Linked DNA regions of Mus musculus: all the other regions are linked to region 1. A link is a contact called in public HiChIP or PLAC-seq data. All regions are on one chromosome and are shown on one strand. Each heading gives the region's core, a stretch centred on a gene start, on an enhancer-like site or on the middle of the called end of the contact. The rest is flanking DNA. Distances are from core to core; before and after follow the strand shown. Region 1 overlaps Gm38988 (a long non-coding RNA gene). Region 2 overlaps Pepd (peptidase D). Region 3 overlaps Rhpn2 (rhophilin, Rho GTPase binding protein 2). Region 4 overlaps Pepd (peptidase D).

Region 1 (3,628 bases), core at 393-2,892:
ACAAAATACACATACCACACAGATACGACCCATGTGTCACACCACACACTGATACATGCTACGCACACATGGAGCACACAACCACACAGACATAGCTCAGATAATTACAATACTCACCCAAACATGTGTTCCCACCCGCCAGAGCATATGTACCACACAGACATAGCCCATGGATGTCACACAGACACTTAACCGTATCCCCGCACAGAACTTATATATGTCATACTGACATAGGCCACAGGTGTCACACACACCATACATGCACAGAACATATACACACCACCCCCATACACCCCACAGACATCAAATAATGCACAGACAGATGTCACTCTGACCTCACCTACAGACACGCAGTGTGCCCTGGCTCACCCTGCCCCCATCCTGTTGCACACAGACCGCAGAGTCAGTAGAGCAGACTGACAGAAGCCCTGGAGCCACATGGCCCCTTCTAATTCCCAGACCTTCTCAAACTTCCACTTGGCCACACTGGCGCTTCAGAGGGCCAGGACTGAGGAAGAAATGGAAGGGGTGGTGGAGAACTTGCGAGACCAGAGCCAGCAGGCAGGGGTCAGGGTGCAGCTCCCGGTAGAGAGCTGGAAGCTTTGGGCTAGGGGACAGCCTCAAGTGCCTCGGGAGAGCCAGGTGTCCCTCCCTATACCCTGGAGTCTGAGTATACATAGAACCCCACTTAGTTCTTCTTGGTTGTCTGATAGGACTCCCTCCCTGCTATCCCTTGGCTTGGCACACAGAACTTCAGATGGGAGTCGGGGTCCCTATACCTGTGCCTATAACAAATGGCCTTTCCTACAGGAGACAACTATGGTCTGAGCAAAGAAACACCTTCTGCCTCAGGCCACAGGAAGGCCTGCCCCAGACTTTGGATTTTTGAACAGTGAGCTGACAGGGGCAAAAGGGCCATCTTAGAGATCAAGGCCTTCGGGGCTTCTGACTCAATGTTTGGCATTCCACCCTGGAGCTAGACCCTGCTAATCCAAAGAGCCCCAGGCTCCACTAAAATGTGAACCAAACCAACTGGTGGCCATTTGGGAATTAGTTGGAAAGGGTGGGTCAGGGAAAGCAGGTGAGGTTTTTATGTGGGCTCCTGAGAACAGCTGGCTTTTCATTGGCCTGAGGGCTTTCCCAAGAGGTCAGAGGCACTGGGCAGTGGGATTCCGAGCAGCCCACGCCTTGCTCAGGGCGGGCCAGCTCTGCAGCAGCAGGATGCAAAGGGTGAGGCGCAGCCAGGTGTGGTGGTGATGCACGGCTAGGGGAGTGCTGGGAGGGAGCTTTCAAATTAGAAGCTAGCTTGGGCTATAGAGTGGGGCTCTGGCCACTGCTCACTAGGCTTCCCTGCCTGAAAAACATCAGTGGTAGCCGAGGTAGAAGCCACTGGAGTCATAACCTAGAGATCCATTAGAAAGGACAGCATAACAGATACCTTCTCTCTGGAGACTTCCATGCAATGTCTGTCTTAGACATCCTGCCTAAATTGGCTCTGCCGGGACCCTGCAAATTCTAACCTCCATCTCCAGCTCTGACCCCTCAGAGGCTGGTGAGCCAGCCGACTTGGGCAGGAGTCATGCTCCCAGCAAGGACAAGATGAAACTAGGAAGTGGCCCCAGTGCTATTCAAGTGTCCGCCTGCCATTCTTTCCGGGTGTGGGGGCGGCTGCTCCTAAATAGGGCCTTAGTCACCCTCTGTCAGGAACCCTAGACTGAATCTCTGGGAAATGCCACAGGCCGTCACAGCTGGAGTCCTTGGGGCTGACCCAAAGGCCCACACTCAAGCTGCATGCTGGGGACCGGCCAGGCTCCCAGCCTGTGATAGCTCTGCTGCCCGTTGGTCCATGGACAGCCAGCCTGTGAACTAGACCACTCTGTCTCTCTGCCAGCCCCTTGCTTTCTCATGCAGAGGTGAGACAGAAAGATTCACCCTGAGTTTCTTTTCTCAGGGACTTTCTGGGTTCCCAGTCCATTCAGGAAAAGCTGACATCTGGAACCTTTGAGGACTTCTATATACTGACAACCTCTGAATGTACCTTCTGCTGGATCCCAACCCAGCAGGACATCTTCCCTCTGTCCCATATCAAGACCTTCACAGAGCCAGGTGCTAGCTCTTTTTCCCCTCCATACAGCAGGCTTTGAGCCTGGGTCCTGTGGATGCCCTGGGGTGCTTCCATCACTGGAATGGCTAGTTTGATGTCAATTAGACACAAGCTGGAGTCATCAAAGGGGAGGGAACCTCAATTGAGAAAATGCCTGCAGAAGACCTAGCTGTGGGCAAGCCTGCTGGGCACATTCTTAATTAGTGACTGATAGGGGAGGGCCCAGCCCATTGTAGGTGGTGCCATCTCTGGGCTGGTGGTCCTGGGGGTCTAGAAAGAAAGCAGGCTGAGCAACCTATTGTTGAGTAAGCCAGTAAGCAGCACCCCTCCATGGCTTCTGCATCAGCTCCTGCCTCCAGGTCCCTTCCCTTTTTGCATTCTTGTCTTGCCTTCCTTTGGTGATGAACAGTGGTGTGGAAGTATGGGCCAAATAAACCCCTTCCTCCCCAAGCTGCTTTGGTCATGGTGCTTCAGCACAGCAACAGTAACCCTGAGTAAAGCTATCACAGACTGGTGAGGGTGCAGCTTTCCCATTGCCAGCAGGGTTGGAAGCCTCTCCTGGGAGTTTCTATGCAAAGTGGGCCAGAAGGACCCCGGTTAACCTCAGGAGCTCAGCAAGTATATGCAGTCCCAAATTGACAACTTGATGCACTTTTGTTGTTGTTTTTCTTTATGGTGTTGAGAAAGGGAAATGCATTCAATAGAAGTCAAACTTCACATTTTCGATGTGGCTCTTGTCTCAGGCATGTGGCATTTGTGATGATGGGCAGTGGACAGCTGCAGCAAATCAGAGCTCCTGGGCAGCCCCGGGATCACAAAGAGAGAATTGATGTTCTCCACCGTTCTGGGTTCTCATGCTCTGATGCCTGGCACTGCAGATGTACTCGGGGAATTCTTCACTCTGTCTAGTTTGTACCACTATGTCAAAAAAAGACCCGAGATTGGGTCCTTTAGAACTTAAAGACTTTACAGAGTTTAAGCTGGGTGCAGTACTATACTCCTGCGATTTCAGCTGTGTGAGGGGCTGAAGCAAGAGGCCAGCCTGGGGAGCCCAGGGGGACCCTATCATCAAAGCTACCAAGCAAACATTTTAGTTTGGCATCCAGTTTTGGAGTCTTGGGAATACAGAGTACAGGGTCAACCTCTGATTAGCATGTGATGAGGGCTTTCTTGGTCCACCATAACATGGCGGAGGATATCACACGCTAGGACAAAGCAAGTCTGCCGCCTCTGGTCTTTCTTCCTATCGTGGGGAATTGTTCTCATGTAACCCCAATAACATTCCAAAGTCTCAACCTCAAATACCATTCACACAGGTATTAGGTTTCTGACACAGAAATGTTTGGAAGACCCAGGGCAGATATTTTTCAACTTATAACAGGTTCACCAGGCTGGGCATAGAGGTCACACCTCTAAACCTCACACTCAGGAGGCAGAGGCAAATGGATCTGTGAGCTTGAGGCCAGCCTGGTCTACATAGTGAGCTACAGGATGCAATGCCATCGTAAGTCAAGATGCAACTAC
Region 2 (3,628 bases), core at 535-3,034, 230 kb after region 1:
CACTGTCAGCAGTGGAAGTTGAAAGAGCTCCTTTTATCTGCCTGCACTGGTCAGGACATCACAGCCTCGGGGCCACACTGACGCAGTTACTCACACGACCCAACACTGGCTGGGTGACCGAGTTGGAAGGTAGATTTAAGTCAAGGTACTCCCCAGTTCCTGTATACTCACTGGCCATTCACAACCTGGGGCTCTTCTTACAAATAGACTCCTCAACACACGAAGGCCCAGGCCGAGCCCACTGGCAGTTTTGATTAGAGTGGTGTCGAGTTTGCAGGCAGGTTTTATAGGAACCTCAGGAGTCAGCTACGTACCTCATCCGTGTACTGGACATCATCCACAGCGTACTTCTCCTTGAAATACTCCTTGGAATGGATCCTGAAAAGAAAGCACAACGAAACCACAGTCAGGGCCTGGCAATGCCCAAGCCTGGTCACCTCCCGTCTACCAAATCCAGGCCATGAAGCTCTGGTTCATCCCTGCCACAGTGTGAGGACCCAGCACCAAGCAGGTATACCCAGCAGTTGATGGTAAAGGGTGTCCTGCCGCTGAACCGTCTCTGCCGCCCTGGGACCTCTGATTCAGTCCACCGTGTCCCTGGCTGCCTGCAGAAGTCCCAGCTTCCACTCTTCCCCTCCACATCGCCTTCGGGGCCATGGAATATGTGACTTCCCAGCTGCACCTCTTTAAAGGAAGGTTAATACGCGGATGCTTTAAAGAAGTCAAGAAGAATTTAAGCTGAGTCCTCAAACTTTAAAACAATTAGCCAAGGAGAAAGCAGGAGTAGATGAGGTGAGACAGCCCTCACCCAACTCTATGCTTTCCCTGGATTCAGCAGGCTGCAGTGCCACCCAGATGAATCAATGCTGTTGGGGGCAGTGGGCTCCCACATGGAAGAACAGTCACTACATGGAGGGGGGTGATGTCACCAGCCAAGTGCCACATCCAGTGAAGTGCATATATGCCACCTGCACTACTGCAAACCTGGTTGCATACCCACCCCTTCCCGTCCTACTGTTGTCTCACAGCATGTGCCCCATCCAACAGGTCTCAGTACAGCACAACAGATGGTCTCTACATTTACCAGGGACGTAAGGGATGTGTGGATGGCAGGCAGTATTCCTGGGAGTTCATCTGGGGATGAAACCAGGAGGCCCTCAGAGCTCCACGACCTATGTGCCACAGCACAGCACTGCTTGGGAACTAGGAGTCCATATATCAATCTCTTTCCACCTAAACAAGTAAAACTTGTTATCAGAGGTTCAGACTATAAGGACCAGGGGATGGGGAGGGTAGTGGACCCAGCAATGTGTGTGTGTGTGTGTGTGTGTGTGTGTGTGTGTGTGTGTGTGTGTGTCACAGCCCAGGTAGAAAGCCCACTTCAGGCTGAGAAGCTCTGATCTCACTGTGGTCTCATAGAATGCCCTCTTCTTTTCTTTCCTTTTTCCTCTCCTTCGACCTCTGAAAAACTCACTGGGCATCAAGCTCTTGCCGTTAATTAAATTTGCACAATTCAGTCACATTAGCTTCTGCCATGAGACAGGGCTCAAAAGTTAACTGGCCACGATCTGACACCTCTTAGCAAAAGGCCTCAAGAGCTGAGGCAGGAGGTGTCACTTCAACTGGGTTGTGGGAGTCCCAGGTGCAGACTGGGAAAGCAAGGGGTAGGGCCACCAGCAAGACAGCTGCTAGATTATCTTCATCACTCCCTCTCCAGCTGTGCCAGCTGTGCCAGTACAGCCCCGCCCTACCTCTGGCCCCAGTCACTTTGTCAACACCAGGACTGACAGGCATGAAAAGCAAACTCCTACCGATTGGGAAGCACAAAGATCTGACTCAGCCTCCAGGGCTCTGCACAGGAGGTCAGGCCAGCCACTGAAGTGGGGGCCCTAACCTTTTCATATCCACCACTATAGAGCACCAGGAGCCTCTTAAGAAGGAAGGCATAGCAAATATCTCCCTGTCCTTCTCTTCTGGAGTCTCACAAGTTAAGAGTCCATCAGAGATTTGCCAGACCGGAAGCCTGGTGAGGTCTCGAAGCGGTAAGCCCCAGGTTGAGAGCTTGATCCCATGGAGCCAGGGGAAGTGGCAGCAAAGGAGGTGATGGCAGTAAGCTGTGAACACTGGGTGTCCCTCCTGCGTGCTCACCTCAAACTCCCACATGGTGCTTACACAACGTACTTGGACATCACTGAGCAATGCCTTGAAATGCCTTGCTGAGCAATCTAAGAAAGGAGCTATTTATTTCTTGGGCTCTTGGTTCCAGAGGCTCAGTGTGGGGCTGCTTGGCTCCACTACTCCTCAGTGAATGCGGAGGCAGGGCAGTACGGTGGAGGGCATGCACAGCAAAGGCTGTTCCATTTGCAGTGGATGGACAGCTGCCAGCAGAGACGGAGGGCCCTGAGACAAGATGGCACTCCGAGGACACATCCCAGTGACCTATCTCCTCCAAAATCTTCTTTCCTAAAGCACCATCTGGTAGGAAAACCAAGCATTTAATATATGACCTTATGGGGGACAACTGTCATTCAAACTGTCTATGGATGGCAAGGTGGAGCAAAGAGAGGCTGGACCCCAGAAGAAGCCCAACAGGAAGAAGTGAGCACAAGTACTGCCCCCCCCCAGTACCCCTTGTACTTGCTCTCCTTACAGAGGCAGATGCCACAGTCTAGGCTGAGTGCAAACTGGGTCTTAATTTACCTCCCATGCATTGTCTTGCCAGGAATAACCACCAACATATAAAATACGAAGAGCTATGGTCATTTTGTCTGGTACTCTGCACATTACATTCTTAGGACAGAGATAATTATGTTTGAGCAGTACTTGCTTTTTCATGTTTGTGAGTTAACTACAGTAAAAATCATTTAGATATTACCTGGAGGGACATATGTGCCAGGCTGCATGATCAAACCAGCCATGGAACACTTGGCAGCCACAACTTGGTGGAGCTGATGGGAAAGGGGGTGACATGTCTACTGGTGGGAAGGGTCACTGGGAATCTCTGAATGCACTGAGGGGGTGTGGACAGGGCACAAAGTGGCTTCTTAGAGGATCTACACCTAGCTGACATGTGGTGAGGAGCAGGCACAGCTCATGCCTGGCCCCGTCCCACGGGACATCCCAATGAAAAGAACCAGACTTAAGGGACAAATCAGGAGAGGAGCTGAGCTCACTCGGATACGCATCCCAGTACACAGTGCACTTCTGGCAGCAGGGAGAAGTTGCCTCCCTTAACAGGATACCCATCCTCTATAGGGGATTTGTGCTCTGCCAGCAGCTGGCCCCAAGCACAAGCCCAGAGTCACAGCAGGTGATGCTTGGTCACAGCACCATGGGCCCCAAAGCCCCATTGAGTCCTCAGGTGAGAAGGAGCCATTAAATTAATGCCACATGATGCAGACATGATGGAACCCTCCAGAAAATGGAATTTTAAAGGGCAGGTCTTAGTGGCTAGCTGACCACCTGCGTGTGGTTAATGAATAAGTAAAAAGGCCAAATGACAGCAACCATCATCCGTTTCCAGCGCCGGGCGCCTGCCTTCAGCTCCAAACAATGCCGCTGCCTTTTATTCCACTATTGGCACAACACGGTGCGTGCAGAGCAGAAGTCAGCAACCATGTCAAGATGT
Region 3 (3,628 bases), core at 329-2,828, 220 kb before region 1:
GAAGGAACGGAGGACATGCTAAGCAAGCGTTATATTCTGAGCCACACGTCCAGCACTCGCCATTTAGGTTCATTTTGCAGGAGAGTCGTTCAGGAGCTGGAGAGAAGGCTCAGTGGCTAAGAGCACCTGCTGCTCTCCCAGAGGACCCGAGCTCAGTTCCCAGCACCCGCGTCAGAAGGCACACAACCAGCTGTAACTCCAGCTGCAACAGACCTGCCACTTCTGGCACCTAGCACCTGCACTCGCTCACGCATGCATACATACCCACAGTCAGACACACACCTACCTGTAGTTAGAATTAATAATCAGAAACCTTTTAAAAGCAAACAGTGGCCAAGTGTCATTATCTGAAGTCTTCATTGGCTACAAAGAATGATCATAACAATCCTGGGTATAGAGCTAGTGAGATGGCTCAGTGTTAAGAATGGCTCCTCTTCCGGAGGTCCTGAGTTCAATTCCCAGCAACCACATGGTGGCTCCCAACCATCTATAAAGGATCTGACACCATCTGTACCATCTGGCATGTAGGTGTGCGTGCAGACTGAGCACTCCTATATGTAAAAAGTACATAAATAAATATTAGAAAAATCATCGGTGTCATTATCACACCTATTACATAAACAAATGGCTCTGTGTCCTGTTGTATGGGCTTTCCCTACACCAACTCATCATGGCCCACTAAGACCCTAGGATACAGTTCCTATCTCCCCACTATCTTGAGCTTCAGAGCTATTCTTGAACTCACCCAAGGTCCAAGATTGGTTAAGGCCAGAATTCAAATCCAGCCAGACTGTGTGCTGAGCAACTTTTAAAACCATGCCCTGTTGGCCTGGCTCAAAAGCAGGGCAGCAGGAGTGAGAAATAAACCTTTTAATCAGTCATGGGGGCACAGCAAGCTCTGGAGTGCAGACTCCTGACAGCGTTCAAGACCACGCACAGCAGTCTGCTTAACCTCTTCTCAGACAAACGTCTGTTCCTGGCCGTCACTTGTTTGCCTGTCCGGGAACACCATGGATTTTGGGTATGTGTTCGCAGCCCACAGCGTTCTCCGTGGTTTCCTAGTGTTCTGTGAGTGTAACCTTCCTCGTCTTCTTGTCTTTCTTTATTTTTGGCTCTTTCAAGGCTGCCCTCACTTTGGGAGGCTATGGAAACTTTGTTACTGTTGCCTAGCAGGCAGAAACTGATGTTCCCAGGTGAGCCTTGAAGGTCATATCTGCCTGCGGATCTACCAAGACGTGGGGGACAAACAAGCCAGTTCTGGCTGCCACGCCTTCCCCATCATGATGAACAGTGTTGTCCCCTGGAGCCATGAGCCATGACAAACCTCTCCTCTCTTGAGTTGTTTACTTCTGTGTCCTTACTTCAGTCACAAGGACATGAACTTAACTAATACAGCTCTTAAATGCTGCATATGATCTCACACACACACACACACACACTCTCACACACACACACTCTCTCACACTCATGTGAGCACATGCGGGCAGTCTATACCGCTTGGCCAGCTATCCCTATCCAGGCAGCAGATATCCTTCTAAAACAAACACTGGACTATGTCAGCACCCTCTGTGAAGATTGACTGGCTTCCAATCTCCACCCCTGTCAACAAGCCCCACCCCACTTCCTGTAATCCACTCTGGTCATGGCATGACTGCTTAAAGGGCTTCCTCTGTCCCTCTGGCACAGTCTGTGCTCCTGCTGGTGCCAACCTCAGCACACCCTTATTTTCTTTCTTTCTTTTAAGCAGTTATTGTTATTTTATGTGCATGAATGTCTGCAAGGTCCAAGGAGGCCAGAAGAGGGCGCCAGATAGAGCGCTGAGCTGCGGCGTGGGTGCTTGAGACTGAACCTGGGTCTTCTGCAAGAACAGCAAGAGATCATAGCTGCTGAGCCCTCCCTCCCCCAGCACACTTCTTCCTTCTTGCCACTCACACCCAAGTTCAAGCTCTGTCAGCCTTGTACCCGCTGCTGGACACTGGAGAGCACTGGCCTTCTTTTCAAAACCACACCTATGCTTTGCTTTTTGTGCAAGTCTGGGGAGAAACCCTGGGCCCCTGGAAGCTTCGGCTTCCTGCTCTACCCCATGGTCTCTCCTACCATGATGCCATCTACCTTACCACATAGCCAGAGCAATGGGGCTACTAGATCTGGATTTTCAGCCTCCTACATTGTGAGCTAAATAAACCCCTTTGTTTCATAAGCTGTTTGCCTCAGGTCTCTTGTTATAGTAATGAAAAGCTGACGACCATAGAACACAAGCTAAGGCTCAGAGTATTGTGAAAGAAAGTTGTTACGGTGTGAACGGTCTAAGGCACGTTATTAAGTGGGGCCAAGTGCAGAAGAGAATTGACATTTTGATGTCACCTCCTTTCCCTGGGCAAACACTCAAAGGCTCTAACTTCACACATGAACTTACAGAAGCACCAAACACTTCCCCAGATCTCACTGGAAATGACTGTCACGGCCCCTCAGCCCTTCTGTATAAACCAACCATCTGTCTGTCTGTCTGTCTGTCTGTCTGTCTGTCGTCCCTTCCCCCCACCCCCATCAGTCTGGCACAGGGTCTCACAGCGTATCCCAGGCTGCTGTGGTCCTCACCATCCCGGGTGATAGAATTCCAGGTACAGAATATGCTCAGCTTTACCTGAACCCTTTCTTTACCCTGTGATTACACAGAATTTCATCAGAAAAACCAGTGGGCTAGTTAGTCTGAGATTAAAAAATATGAGTTTTCAGGTCATCTCTTTGACCCAGGATAAGCGCCTCCCAGGATACTGAGCAGAAGAGACCATGGGATGGCTTCAGATGCCCCTGCCATACTGTACAAGTGGGAGACAAGGGTGCCGACAACCCCAAGGGCCATCCAATAACCTCCCCCACTCGTTATTCGCCACCAGGTGCTTGCGCTCACCATGGACGATGTGGAGTCCAGGAGGCTCACGACCTTCATCTCAACCTCTTCTCCCCCAAAGCTCTTCAGCAACTTCATAACCTCACTCACTGTCAGCCACTTGCAATCCACGCCTTGAATGGAAACAATGTAATCTCCTTCCTTGGCCCCTGCAAGCTAAAAAGAAATGTTGGAATAAATGTCAGAGATTAGTCATTACATTCTGAAATGTGTCTCCAGACTTATGGTGCAAGCAGGCACTGGTGTAAGTCTGTCTTTTGATTTTTGTTTTTGCTGTTTCTGGGGGGTTTTCTTGGAGGTGCATCCATATGCTAATTAAGTGCTCCAGCACTGAGCCTTACATAAAGTTTACTACAAGAAATAAAAATTCATCTGAGGGCTGGTGAGATGGCTCAGTGGGTAAGAGCACCCGACTGCTCTTCCGAAGGTCCAGAGTTCAAATCCCAGCAACCACATGGTGGCTCACAACCATCTGTAACAAGATCTGACGCCCTCTTCTGGAGTATCTGAAGATAGCTACAGTGTACTTACATATAATAAATAAATCTTTAAAAAAAAAATTCACCTGAGGGGTGGGGGTGTGTATGAAGCATCCAGAAGGTCTTTCACTTAGAGTCAGCCTTTAGACATGGCGAAACTACAATGTCCAGGCCGCTGTCCCCAACTCCTCCCTGTCCCCTGTCGGTCCTCCCACTTACCGAAGCAGAGCAGTGAGGA
Region 4 (3,628 bases), core at 629-3,128, 200 kb after region 1:
ATTTGTGTAGCGCAAAACCTCTAGTTCCATGTCTGTCTTGAACACTCGGCTGCAGAGAGAAGAGAAAGACAGGGCCAACTCAGTGATCTGGCAGGGCCAAGAAGACTTCCCCACAGAGACTGACCACCATTCTTGAGAACTAGGCCAGAGAAGCCCAACACCCATGGCAACGTGCAATCCTGAGCTATCTAGAAGCCCTGTGGTCAGGGGAATGGAGCAGTTGCCCCTTGTCCTAGCACCAGCTGCAGGAAGGCAGATAGCCTACAGCAATGATAGACAGCTGGCAGCTGCTAGGGGCCCCCACCTTGGTGGCCAGACACACCCTGCCTGCTTGAGCCCCAGTTTCCTGAGTCACAGAGCAGAATTGGATCTACATGGCAGATGGGTTGGGCCTTAAGGTGTACTGCTGGCATCCAGGAATCTGCCCCATTGGCTGATGTTACCTGTAGTGGTTTGAATGAAAATGGCCCCCATAGGTCTATAAGGAGTGGCACTTCTAGGATTGTGGCCTTGTTGGAATAGGTGTGGTCTTGTTAGAGGAAGTGCATAACTAGGAGGTGGGCTTTTAGCTCTCAGAAGCTCAAGCCCAGGCCTAGTGGCTCACTGTCTCTGCCTGCTGCCTTCAGATTAAGAGACTGCAGCACACTGCCATGCTCCCTGCCACAACGGACTTAACCTCTGACAATGTAAGCCAGCCCAATTAAATGTAGTCCTTTATAAGGGCTGTCCTGCTTATGGTGTCACTTCACAGCAATAGAAACCCTAAGGACAGTACTTCTTGTATCCTCCCGAGTTCTAGCCCTTGGAACAGCCCAAGTGTACCACTTGACTCAGGCCTTTGGCCTTGACTCTCTACAATGTGTGTGCCCAGCAAAGTCCTGGCACTTTAAAGGGAGCAGTGCCAGGCACCTGGGAGAGCTGTGTCTGGCCCATGAGGAGAGAGTAAAGCTTGGAGCTGTTAGCTGACCTACACTGCTTGCCTTGAAGCCTTAGATGAGCAGCCTTAATCTGCATCGAAATAGAACTCCCAACCCTCAGTAGCACAAGTGATTGATTGCTTCTGGGACCCCCCCCATCCCCCACTACACCCAAATCCACAAACTGCACACACACTCCTGTACTTAGAATCCTTTCTAGATGACTTACCATACCCAACACAAAGGGAATGCGGTGTGAGGATTACTGTGTTGTTCAAGAAGAAATGACAAGAAAATGGGGCTCTGCATGTATACTACATTGTGGTTTAATTCTGCGGAAGTCCTTGGGGGCTCATGTTTTGATTACTTGCTCCCCAGATGGGGGTACGGTTTGGGGAGATTCTGGAATTTTAAGTAGGGACTAAATGGAAGTCACTGGGATGGAACCTTAAAATATGCCTCCACTTCCTGTCAGCTCTCTCTGCTTCCTGATTAGCCAGGGAGTGAACAGCTCTCTTCTGACACATGTTCCTGCAGCTACGATACTCTGACCAGGAGTATCATAGGGCCAAACACCTATGGATGTAATTGTGAACCAGAACAAACCCTCCTCCTGACCGCCTCAGTGGCTTTGAGAGGTACAGATGCAAAGTGACTGGCACAGCCACCACAGGACCCGCTATAGAGCACACAGACTATATGTGGAGTGGATGATATACAGAAACCAGCACTGAGGCAGGACTGAGGGCCCGAGGGATAGCAGAGGCTAGACAACAGAGTTCCTGTCCACTTCCTTCAGGTAGATTTAGCATGGTGCTCAGTGCTTGGTGGATTCAAGCATTGATTTTTAGAAAGTTCTGGAATGTCTTCCCTATTGTGGCTGACTAAACCCATGGAAATGGGGGATGACTGCATTGTCAAACACTGGAATGTTTGCATTCCACCAGTCCCACTCATAAAGCTGAACACACCTCAGAAAATAAACATAGCCTCCTTTCTTCTTCAATTACCATTTGCCACGGTCTCTCTGCTGTAGGTTCCAGGAATGGCAACAGCTATTGGCTGCTTTGCCCTAACTCACCCACTCAGGCACCAAGGCACTCATTTCTCAAGAGATGAAAGAAGTGGGAGCCAACCAGTCCTCTCCAGGAGTCTCGCTGATCCTCGCATCACTTGGGATGTTGCTGGTGGGACCAGCTGAGGTATGGATGTGTCTGCAGCCCAGTCAGGCCTGCTTCTTCACCACAGGCCTTTTTCAGTACACTTCCTGATCATTTATCTCAGAGATAGTTTCCCTAGGAACAGAGCCTGAAAAGGCACTTCATTCCCATTTTGTAGTCAGGCAAACTGAGACTTAGCCAAAACAGTATCGAACACTGCATGACCCATTGTGCTTCAAGAACTCCGTTCTCCTTACACTTCACACAAAACCAGAACTCTACACCCAAATTAATGATCAAATCCAACAGCAGAGGGTCATGGTTAACCATTCAAAAGCTCAGGAATGAGAGAAATAGTTCCAGGCATAGGCCAGCAGAAAAGATAATGAATGGATATGAGGTGCCTTTAAGATTAATTTTTATTATATTAAATTATGAGAACATCTGTGTGTGGGTTTGTGCATGTAGGTGTCACTGCAGATGGAGACCAGAAGCGGATGTTAGATCCACCTGGCTGGAGTCACAGGTGGTTGTGAACCACCATGTGGGTGCTGGAAACTCAGCTCCTCTGCAATAGTATGCATCCTTGACCACTGAGCCATCTCTCCAGCCCCTGGGATATTTTTAGAGCGTGGCATTGGTCTGAAAGTATAATTAAAAGCAGCAGAAGGTAAGGCGGTCAGCAAGTCAAGGAAATAAACTGTAAAAAAAAAAAAATCAGTGTTCAAAGTATGTGGCTTTGAGAACATCCACGAGAATTGGATGGGTTCATTTCCACACAGACACGCAAGACACTTAAGAATGCTCAATGATGTGGTAAATGAGGCGTGAAGTCCTATCCATAAGAGAAGAAAAAGGCAAATGAAACTCTGGATTAAACAGAGGCACAGAAACTGCAGTGACTTCCCAAGTACCCAACGGCACACATTTCCTTCCTGTGTAAGGGGGAGCTGGAGTCTCATGATGGATTTAGCGTCATGGGCAGGGTAGGTCAAATCAGAACTATTTGCATCCTAATAATGGCACATGTCCTACACAGTGCTGGTGGGTCTGAGTTCTAGTCAACAGGAGACATGGATGTGAAGGGGCACACGAAATGCTCCAACACAATCCAGAAGCTAGATCGCTTTACAGCACAGCAGTTACCCTTCTCAGAGGGCAGGGCTGTCATCTGGACCTGAACTGTCCTCGTAGAGGGACCATCCCTCCTCTACTCTGGATGTCTCAGGGATTTTGTCATGGCGGCAGAAAGCTGACAACTATCATTTGTAAGTAAATGTCTCTACATCCAGGGAAAACATGGGAACCACACTGGATGTGTCAAGGACAACTGGGGAAACTCCTGTTTATAATTGTTTTCTAACTTAAAAAAAAAAAACTTTCTCATTAACATGCTATACAGATTTATTTATGTGTGTGTATATATGTGCCTGAGCATATGTACGTGCATCATGTGTTTGCAGGTGCCTGTGGAAGTGTGATGATGGTGATGGACCCTCTGGATCTGAAGTTACAGGCGCTAGGAACTTCTCTGCATGAACAAAGTCTTGG

What was found. HiChIP or PLAC-seq counts read pairs in DNA pulled down with a chosen protein or histone mark.
Region 2: a contact with region 1 is called in an HNF4G HiChIP or PLAC-seq map of pancreatic cancer cells. The contact joins two enhancer-like sites. A contact is called at or near these places in 18 of 484 Hi-C or Micro-C datasets (bone marrow-derived macrophages, cortical neurons, differentiating embryonic stem cells and 8 more), 6 of 115 datasets of contacts at active chromatin or transcription factors (bone marrow-derived macrophages, differentiating embryonic stem cells, embryonic midbrain and 3 more) and 1 of 9 other capture datasets (embryonic stem cells).
Region 3: a contact with region 1 is called in a FOXA1 HiChIP or PLAC-seq map of pancreatic cancer cells. The contact joins two enhancer-like sites. A contact is called at or near these places in 3 of 484 Hi-C or Micro-C datasets (cerebellum, embryonic fibroblasts and embryonic stem cells) and 1 of 115 datasets of contacts at active chromatin or transcription factors (pancreatic cancer cells).
Region 4: a contact with region 1 is called in an HNF4G HiChIP or PLAC-seq map of pancreatic cancer cells. The contact joins two enhancer-like sites. A contact is called at or near these places in 1 of 484 Hi-C or Micro-C datasets (bone marrow-derived macrophages), 7 of 115 datasets of contacts at active chromatin or transcription factors (bone marrow-derived dendritic cells, embryonic stem cells, epiblast stem cells and 2 more) and 1 of 9 other capture datasets (adipose tissue).

What each region holds. Positions count from the first base shown.
Region 1 is chr7:35,161,880-35,165,507 of GRCm38.p6, reverse strand. Gm38988 (a long non-coding RNA gene) reads left to right here. Exons shown (of 4, transcript XR_003946743.1): 4 at 1,952-2,171. Among named protein-coding and RNA genes, the nearest start is that of Gm35889, 5.4 kb to the right of the region's middle. Within about 2 kb of position 1,642, at least 25 of the 459 cell types and tissues checked have an H3K27ac peak or open chromatin away from gene starts, as enhancers often do. A contact at or near this core is called in muscle stem cells and pancreatic cancer cells, where this site is marked.
Region 2 is chr7:34,931,432-34,935,059 of GRCm38.p6, reverse strand. It overlaps Pepd (peptidase D), which reads right to left. Exons shown (of 15, transcript NM_008820.2): 4 at 315-378. Among named protein-coding and RNA genes, the nearest start is that of Gm25922, 11 kb to the left of the region's middle. Within about 2 kb of position 1,784, at least 19 of the 459 cell types and tissues checked have an H3K27ac peak or open chromatin away from gene starts, as enhancers often do. A contact at or near this core is called in muscle stem cells and pancreatic cancer cells, where this site is marked.
Region 3 is chr7:35,384,766-35,388,393 of GRCm38.p6, reverse strand. It overlaps Rhpn2 (rhophilin, Rho GTPase binding protein 2), which reads right to left. Exons shown (of 15, transcript NM_027897.4): 13 at 3,610-3,628; 14 at 2,912-3,067. Among named protein-coding and RNA genes, the nearest start is that of Faap24, 10 kb to the left of the region's middle. Within about 2 kb of position 1,578, at least 27 of the 459 cell types and tissues checked have an H3K27ac peak or open chromatin away from gene starts, as enhancers often do. A contact at or near this core is called in pancreatic cancer cells, where this site is marked.
Region 4 is chr7:34,965,926-34,969,553 of GRCm38.p6, reverse strand. It overlaps Pepd (peptidase D), which reads right to left. Exons shown (of 15, transcript NM_008820.2): 8 at 1-49. Among named protein-coding and RNA genes, the nearest start is that of Gm35534, 22 kb to the left of the region's middle. Within about 2 kb of position 1,878, at least 31 of the 459 cell types and tissues checked have an H3K27ac peak or open chromatin away from gene starts, as enhancers often do. A contact at or near this core is called in pancreatic cancer cells, where this site is marked.